Linked DNA regions of Anas platyrhynchos: region 2 is linked to region 1. Evidence: chromatin contacts called from public Hi-C data. All regions are on one chromosome and are shown on one strand. The core of a region is the stretch at or near the end of the contact, and the rest is flanking DNA. Distances in the headings are between cores, read along the strand shown. Region 1 has its middle 280 kb from the start of TBX3. Region 2 holds the start of TBX5 (T-box transcription factor 5).

What was found. A called contact is a pair of places that touch in the nucleus more often than the background predicts.
Region 2: a Hi-C map of subcutaneous adipose tissue shows a contact between it and region 1, with 4 times the contacts expected there. The contact joins the promoter of TBX5 here to the enhancer-like site in region 1. A contact is called at or near these places in 5 of 8 Hi-C or Micro-C datasets (F1 follicle, liver, skeletal muscle and 1 more).

What each region holds. Positions count from the first base shown.
Region 1 is chr16:6,411,653-6,416,380 of IASCAAS_PekinDuck_T2T, reverse strand. No RefSeq gene overlaps it. Among named protein-coding and RNA genes, the nearest start is that of TBX3, 280 kb to the left of the region's middle. Within about 2 kb of position 3,445, at least 3 of the 8 cell types and tissues checked have an H3K27ac peak or open chromatin away from gene starts, as enhancers often do.
Region 2 is chr16:6,717,707-6,722,373 of IASCAAS_PekinDuck_T2T, reverse strand. TBX5 (T-box transcription factor 5) reads right to left here and starts at 2,288. Exons shown (of 9, transcript XM_027470061.3): 1 at 2,193-2,288.

The sequences.
Region 1 (4,728 bases), core at 2,196-4,695:
ATATGTACATACCTGTGGGAGTTTCTTCTTATGAAAGAAGCACAAAAAATGCTAGAGTGAAACAATACTTCCATAAAAACTACAAGCCCATTAGGGATAAGGATTGCTTTACATTATTCCTCTGCTTTAGTAGAAGCCACCTGCAAACAGGTTAAACCTCCACTGCACAATTCCCTTGCAAGCCATGGAGAAAGCAGAGAGAACTCCAAGGACAGTAACAGAAATGAAGAAAAACAAAGGAAATATCAAAGGTTCAGACACTGTATGAGGTTGTGGGAGGTGGTAGATTATGTGATCCTCTTGAATTTTAATTTGATTCTTCTGTCCACACTTTAAACAAATCCTCTCTTTCGGAAGCCAGTAGCCTCCTTCCCACTTGCTCTCAGATGGGGTTTATCAATTCAGAGCTAAAGCAAATCATTTGTTGCCAGGCTGCCTTCGCAAGCAGCATGTGGGACTTAGGTATAAAGAACAAGGTTAACACCTTCTTTCAACCAAGCTCTCCATTCAGTTGGGGAATCGCTCAACAGCTCTGCAAACAGAACCCAACATCTCATGGATTTCATTACTTTCTTCCTTCCTCATGCAATTCCTAATCACAAACCACTGGAGAACAGAAATACAACACCCCATCTGAATAATAATAATAAAAATACTATTCCACAGTGTTGGCTAATCTGATGGATGTTTAAGACAGAATTGAAAACCTGAGATGCATAAATAACTGAGTTTGTATCTTGCTTACATTACAGGAAAATGGAGAAAAATTAGTTGGGTGATAACCCAAAATAAACTTTTTTTCTGATTTTTTCTTTTCAGTGAACTAAAAACAGAAAGAAGTAATACCTCGGTCTCAAGAAAAATATTTAATTTGACCTAAGGAAACAAAAGAAAACTTTTAAAATAACATTGAAGTTAATTTCTAGTTTCTCATTTGAAAGAAAAATACTGGCAGGGTGTTTATGCTTTAACCGAAGTATTTCAGCACCGATTTGGGAGATATTTTATTTGACCCACATCTGTATTTCCTGGAGTATAAAAGAGAAAAGGAAAAAAGAGATAGAAAGCAAGAAAATGGGATTTTGGCCAACCACCGATGGTTTTGGTCACTACAGATTGCACTTGCCTTCCTCACTACTGACACAGCCCCGTGTTTGATTACAATACAGGAAAGCACACGGCTACATTCAAAAGAGCCTTTTATCCTGGGGAACTGAATGCCCATTTGTTGAGTCTCTACATCTGCACTAACCAAACAGCTTTCTGGGTTGCTCCTGATGACACCAGGCAGAACCTGCCCGCTGCTCCTGATGCTCTTCCAGCAGGATTGGTAGGGGCTGGTTGCAGTTTTGCTGGCACCGCACTTCACTGCCTCCAGTCACATTTCTAAACTTTAGGTCCCCCCATTTCCCAAGCACTCCTGTATCTTTCAGATACGAGGATTTCCTCGGAAGTTTAAAGCTCCACTTCTTGTGTCAGTGTTAAGCGAGACACCAAGGCGTACAATGAAATGAGCCACTGCAATTTAGCCTCAAGGTTAGGGCAGGACTGAATTTCGTCCTACCAGCAGCACCTTGGGAGAGTGTGCTCAGTCACAGCATATGCCACCATCACTTGGATCCTCCTGTCTTACTCTCAAGCTCTGTTTATGAGGCTGAGAAAAGCCATCAAGAAGCCCACCATAATCCGTGGTGTGACTGAATATCCACAAGAGCCCCCCTGAGTCACGAAGATGACAAATGTGTATCCAGCAAGGGCTGTTCTCCACTCCTTCGGTTTCAGCAATTCCAAATGAACGTTTAGAGCATCATGACCCTGTGAAGCCAAACCGTGGGTCCCCTGAGACCATTTCATTCCTTTCTCCCTCCCCTTATGGCCCCCTCATCAAATAAAGTCAAGAGTACGTGCGTCATTCTGACACATACCCTTCAGGAAGTGATGGGAATAGGATAGATTTTCTTCCTCCTAATGCCCTGACTGTGTCCCTACAGCACGAGGTCCTTCATTCCCACAGTAACAGGCCTCCTCTTCTACAGAGCTGGGCGGAAACCTGAGGAGCCATGACCAATGTGATGTCGGATTAGCATCGCTCTGTGACACTGTCAGCAGCATTTTGCAGGGCTCTTTAAGAGAATATCCTGCTGTGATTCACAACAAGTCTTGTGTTTGAGAGACACAGAGATCTCATCCAGCAAATTAAAACGCGCTACAGTGAATTTCAGCATTTCTGCTTGGAGGTCTCCCAGGGACCGACCTAAGTGGCGTGTGATGTGACGAGAGCAAGAGCCACCTGCTCCGAAACGCCCAGACCCCGAGCCACCATGACCCACCTGTGACAAAGGAGCACGGCCGATGAAATGAGGGGGCTGGAACGAGGGCTAATTCTCAGCTACAGTTTGGCAAAATAAGAAATAGGTTCGTTGCACTGCAGCAATTTGTCTAAAACGTGTTGGATCACGTATCGGTAACTCTTCAATACATTCTGCATTATTCACTGACATATATTTGTTATCTTAATTACTAATTACAAAAAGTGGCATGACTCATTTACAAGATGGGTTGGAGAGACCACTGGTTTTACCAGACTTGCCTGCTGTATTGCTGGAGTTATGGTAGGTATATGCACAGCTGGCTGTGAATGAATTACAACAGAAGCCTGCAGCTTCAAAACCATCTCATTTCAGTCCATTTTATCTGCTCTGGGACAGGCAGAGCAGTAGGTACCAAATGCAGAACAGATCAGGAAGATGAAACTCACTGAAATATTCATAACATCCTGAATTTGAAAAGACGCTGAGCAGTGTGTGAAGGAATGCAGGAATCATTTGCATTTTTGCATGACAAATACCACAGTGCCAGAGAAAAATGCTGCATCCCAAACAAGCAACAACAGAAGTGCAAGGGCAGGAGGAAATAAGATGTAAATGCTTTCACTGCAACATGCTAAAAATGCAGGCTTTAGTACCTGTTTTCTTGTAAAATGGGCTTTTTTATTTCCACCAAACTGTTAGAACTGTGGGTTGGCATCTCCTTGGGAGGCTAACGCTTAGATCAGCACAGCACGTGCTAAATCCAACACCAGCAGTTGCTTCCCTTTTATCTGAAAGCATGGAGTGCCATCAGTCGCAGTGCCCTCACTGCTTGCCGCAGCAACGTTCCCCTTCGCAAAGCCAGCTGGAAAGTTACCGCAAAGCTGGGCTCTGCATGGTCTGCAGGCAATATCCAAGCCCAAGGTAACATGCCTCCAAACACATTTTGATTACACCAAGAGAACAAAACCACTCAGCTGTGCTGCGGCTCCTCCTTTTATCTCCCTCTGGCCTCCCACATTACAGATTAAAACAGCAGCGCATCTGGCATTTACCGAGCGGCAAATACTTCTCCGAGACCTCCTAGAACAAACAGGCCCCGGCTGCCTTCCTCCGAGCTGCTGATAGGTCTCCAGCATTGTGCAAGGGGTCAGACTTAGGAACTGTCAACAGCTTCCTAATGTATGCTCTTTCTCCGGGAAAGGGGGTCCCAGGTTTTATAGCCTAATAGATTCGTTAATCGGAACACACACAGGCTAGGAAAGCCACTGTTTGTTTTCTCTGACAAGTTTGGCATTTTCCTCCTGGGAGCCAGGAAGCTTTAAAGGCATAAGACTCTCCTACTTAACTGGACAAGAAAACCAGTCTGGACAAACCGAGACATGTCACTGTGTCTGCTTAATTCTGAGCCAGAAGGTGCCATTTTAGAGACTTTACAACAACATCAATGTCAGGGTAAAGGAAATTAAATTCCCCTCCCTCTCCTCCCCTGATGGCTCCATTTTCTTCAGGCTTCCCCTCCTGCCGCCGAGGTCAGGATCTGGTCCTTCGCAGGCACAGGACGTGTGATTGCACCGATGACAGGGATGTTCAATGCAGAAAGCTGCATCCAGAGGGAGCGTATAAAGGAAAGTGAAACTCACTTGTGCAACAACGGCAGCGTGCCCACCAACTGCTTCTGTTCACTCAGGCCAGTGACTTAAAACACAGCAACATGAAATGGGAAACATAGCAAGTAAAACTTCTACATGAAGCTACACACACACCTCCAGATCAGCAGTTCGCAAGATGTGGGGTAGATTCTGCTGTCAGAATAAGGATTTACTATAAATATCAGGTATAATCACAAAGGGGGAATTCAAAGTGTTGCCGAGGTTGTGTAGCCCATCCACTAAAAAATAAAAAAAACCTACAGTAACACCTAGGAGCTGCCACAATTTAATTACTATACTGGAAGAGACATGAAAATAAGATGTTATGCCATCAAGAAGAAAGAATCAACAGGGGGATTTCAGTAAAAATAATTTCAGCCTCTTTCCCTCAAGCCTTGTTGAACAGTGACACTTTCTCTCCTGTGAAATTGTTCCAGCTTTGAGCCCCAATCCTCAGACTGAAGGGCCCCTTTACTATCTCCCTGGCCCAAAACAAACGTTCTGGTCCCCGTGAAGTGTCCAGTTCAGCAAGTCCCCAAGTCACTCACTCGTCAATACTTTGCCTATAACTTAAACTGGCTGCCTAAGCACCTGCTGCAAGGCATTGGCAAAGGCAGCTCCTAGGCCCAAACACATCTTTGCTGTGACTATCAGAGTGCTGACAGGGCTCACGGGCACATTCCCACTCTTCATTCCTGCATTCCTTCCTCTGCCCTCCTTTACTTTAACTGCAATCCCGTGGACTCCACAACCTCTTCTTGCTCTGG
Region 2 (4,667 bases), core at 1,039-3,538, 310 kb before region 1:
GCCTTCTCCCATTTCCAAGTGGCAGGAGAGGTTTGGTCTAGGCTGCGTGAACTGGGTCTTCCAGATAAAATAGACTTTGTGTTCCCCAATCAATACTATCTCAGTGATCCCCATACCCAAGACAATACAAGTCTGTATAACAGAGCCTAAAGAACAAGACCTGCCTTGTCCTGGAGTGCTGCAGGACATAGCCAAGGGGACAGAGCATATCCCACAGTGTTTCTGTTCATCTTGGACCCATTAAAGGCTAACACCCTCAAGATCTAGCAGGGAGGCCCCCAGATAAAGCCTTTGCCCTTCTATTTGCCATTCAGGCCTGCTTGCAGCTTAAAACTCATGCATTTGTGAAAGCTCCTGCAGCCAGACAGCCACACTGCCAGCAGGAAAGGCGACTTTCTGAAACTCCACAGCTCCTAACACAACCAGCAGCCTTCACAACACCAGTTTCCACTGGCAGGAGGAGAGCTGCCCACACTAAGTAATCTTATGCTCAGCACAGAGAGCTGAGCAAAAAAGCTTAGCCAAGGTCATGGAGACCAGTCTTCACTCCACTCCCTCCTGCTTTTCAACTGCCTAATCCTTAAAGATAAAAGCATTTTCACATTCACCACTGTTTTTCTGCAGTGCTAGAAGAGGAGAGCCTTATGGAGAAGTCAGGAGCTCTCGTGGTTAATTCCCCCATGTTCTGCAAAGCCAGGACAGGGAGCTGGCTGCCCAGTTTTGCAGGACATTGAGCACAGTACAATGAGAAGGAGCCACACCAGTGCAGTGACAATCCAAAATGAAAAGCACAAGCTTCAGTCCAGCTTTGGAGCCCTTGAATCATGTTTCTGTTCTCACACAACTTCCTCCAGCACAAGAGACTTACTGTGACTCAGTTCCCAACCCATTTTTTTAGTTAGCCCTCCTGTCACGGGACAGGTTGATGGCTGACCAAGCTGGACATGGGGAAACCCACCCATACAGAGGTGAACAAGGATATCCATCAACGGTTTGAAGCTACAATGGGGGAATAGCTGGGCGTAACAACATACACCATAAAAAACAGACAGATCCCTCCCACCTTTCTCTCCAAACTCCTCCAAGTTTTAAACACTCTGAAGTTAATTCTCTAGATAGGGCAAAAGGCTGCTTTGAAAATGAAAGAATACATGTTAAGAAGACTCTGTCCAGCACAGCTTCCTAGGAACAGATTTTCAAACTGAGTATTGTAATTGAGTGTTTCTACTCCATTTTAGATCAAATAATATCATAGCATTGATTAACACAAGCTCATGTCCCAACAGCTACCCTATTCCTACATGCTGGTTACTGACAATTGTCCTAGAGAACACGCAGCCCTAAGTGGCACTGGTTATCAGCAGACTGCTGTCCCAGACTGACTAGGTGTGCCTTGCCTGGAATAGAGATTTACATATTGATGCTTTACCTGACTGAGGTCCCTGAAAATAAGGAAACACCACAAGTAGTTTTGGGGCTTCTCACATAAGAAAGCAGGTGTTGAACAGACCAGCCAGGCTGGCAGATGAATGCAGGATGACAAAAGGCTGCCAGGCCAGCTAGAGGGAGCGTGGCACTTGTTTATCAAGTTCCTTCCCCTCCAGCTACACTCCTAACTCTCAGTCTTTGCCACACTCACCCCTAGGTTTCAACATCCTCCCCAAACGCAGGCCGCCCCGTTTGTTCCCCAGCCAAGGAACTCCAAAAATCAAAGAGTACAAGAGACTGATTTCACAGGACCCAACATACACCTCGAGACATTTCACATCTACTTTCAGGGCATTGCCCACAAGCTCTCTGCAAGGACACATTGGCACCTTGGGAACAAAAACCACATCGAGCTCACTCAGACCTACCTCAAATCCCACAGACACAGTGTTAGGTCTAGCAGAGCCCCAGCAGGGAGGGAATGACCTAGGTAGGTGCACATCCACCACAGCTACACACCTGCAAACCAAGGCCCCATTCTATTTTATCTGAAGGGTACTCACAGCCACAAGACAGAATCTAGCAGACACAATCCCTGAAGCCCTCCAAGGACTAAGGAATGCATTTTCAACACATGCTAGACTCCCTCCATGAAAAAAAAAACACCTCACAGCTCCCAAGGCACAGCCAAGAAGCTATACAGCATCTACCACCAGCACTACACCTACACCAAGTCCCTTTTTTTTCCCCCCACAGCCTCCTACCTGCATAGGGAATCCATCACAGGTCCTCTCAGCAGCCTCTTGCACCTTGTAGCTCCTCCAACACCACTGTCTTCAGGAAAAAGCCATTCCTTGGCCCAAGCTCATAAACCCTGCAGTCCCAGCTCTATCAGGCCCAGCTGGGTCCCTCAGATGGTGCTGGGTCACAGCTGGAACTTGTGTAAAGCCTGGGGTCTGCAGCACACAGGTGGCACTGGGCTGAGCAGGCAGCAATAGGTCCTGGGGAGAAGCAGGGTTTAGCCCCAAAATTAATTGTAATTTCCATTCCAGCTCATTTCAGAGCAAGAAAGTGGGGTGAGCCCATGTGCATGGTGTACCCAAGTCCCCAGGCCATTAAAACTTTTGGGAACCATCACCATCCATTGCTGTGTGCTCGGGGCAGGGGCATGAGGGTGCTCTCCCAACCCTAAATGACAAGGCCAAACCCAGCCCTGGCTGCTGTTCCTTCCATCTCCCACTGACACCTAGAAACCTTATGGAAATATTATTTGAAGGGAAAGCTCTGCTCTCAGAGTGGTCTCGCCCCCTGATTTCACCGGGGTGATGTGATTGAAAAGGAAGCAGAAAAAGCAGCGATTGATTACCCATGAAGCAGAGTTGTGATCCAATAAATAAATGATAAATCAACGTGCCTCCTCTCAGTGAGGCGCTGGAGACCCGAAGTTCCCCTGGAAGGATCTGGGCAGAATATCCATTATCCAAACTGATCTCAGCTACTCGAGTGGAAAGAGCAGCTGTGCCTTCATGTTTTTGACACTTTTTTTCTCGTGCATTACACCGTCCTCATTGGGAATTAAGTGATTTGGACTTGAGATAACTCATTAAGGAGTGGCAAGGACTACTGCTTTCCAGATTACCTAACCCCCATGCATCCAGCTCAGAACCCGACACCCAAGTAGCGCAGCGTGAACCCTTTGCTACTTCTCCACCAAATCCTTCCACAGCCAGCAAAACGGCTGCCCTTGGAGTTGTGAATTCCCCCAAAGCCCTGTTCACACAGCTTCACTAAGCGTTTGTGGCAAGACCAGCGCTTCTCTCGCACGACAATCAGCCCATCGCCCCTGCCTGCCGCTCCTGGAAGCATTAACACCAGGCTCCAAGGGTTTAACTCCTTCATAAATCTCCTTCATAAATCTTTCAGGCCGCTGGAACCCGGGAATTACCTTCCACAGAAACCCTGTGCATCACTTGCTGCAAAGCAGCTCTGACGCCTACATGCACATACACAATTCAGGGTCCCTAATGAGAGCGTGCACCGGCGTGGAAAGGGACAATGGGCATCTCTCATCGCTAATCAGAGACAGTCGGAAAGTAGGACAGCAGTTTATTTGGAAGCTCTGCTGGACCTGGAAGGCTCTTCCCTAAAGATCCCTCTGCTCTGGTTCAGAAGTTTCAGTGGATTTTGTCTGCTACCAGTTTCTTAAGAGGACGAGTGTCTTTTTTTTTTGTTTCCCTGGGAAGGCTTTCTTCCCCATTGTGTGACCGCCGCACATTAAAACGCAATCAATATCATTCCCATTGTTTACCCTGAAGTTTGATGCATGTCTTCCTGCTTTTACATCCTTGTTCTCACATTTTAGTGCCCCCAGTTCCACCAAAGCAAGTTGATCTCTCACCCGGAGAGAAGTGTTTCATGCGAAATGGCAGTTTCTGGTGCAGAATAGTTTTGTAATGAGGGAGGAGGCAGAAAACATAAATAAGGTTATAATAAGACAAACTGCTTATGAAGAACAGCTGCATGCGTGTGTAAGAGAGAGCAAAAAGTGTAAGGCAGGAAGAATATGAATCAAACTATGAAACAGAATGTAAAAAGATGTTTTCCGTGCGTGCGTGTTTGAATGTGTGTACAAGTGAGCAAAAGGCAAGGCTAGCACAAAAAAAAAAGATAACACAGAGGCAAAATAGCTCAGTATGTGCATGACACAGGGATATGTGAGGGCGGGCGGCAGAAATGCAAGGAGACGAAGCAAAGGAGGCCTTGTGCTGTGCAAACCAGGGCAGGGAGATGGCTCCTTTCTAGAGCCCTGTCTGCCCTCACCGCACAGCCACTCACACCTGTAAAGCTCTGGGAGGTTTTCTACCAAAATTCCAGGCCTGGTGCCACTTCCGTGGGGATGCCCAGCACTGGGATGCTCATTTGGAGTTCACTGAGATCACCAGGAGCCGTCACATCAGTGCTGATGGGCTCCTTGCACACATTCTCAGCCCCCACAAACACACACGATTACAAGAGCACAGAAGGAAGGCCGGCACGGAGGCTTTCCAGATGAGGCTCTCTTTCCTCGGGCTCCAAAAACGAAAAACCACCTTTTCCACTTTTTCACCTCCCCCCGGAGCAGCCCCGGGGAGCTTCGCGGCCGTGCTGCGGGGCTGCCCCCACCAGGTGGCGCTCCAGGAGCGGGAGAGCGGCGGCTCCGGCTCCGGGCACGGCGGCCCCGGCCACCGGCTCCGCTCCCG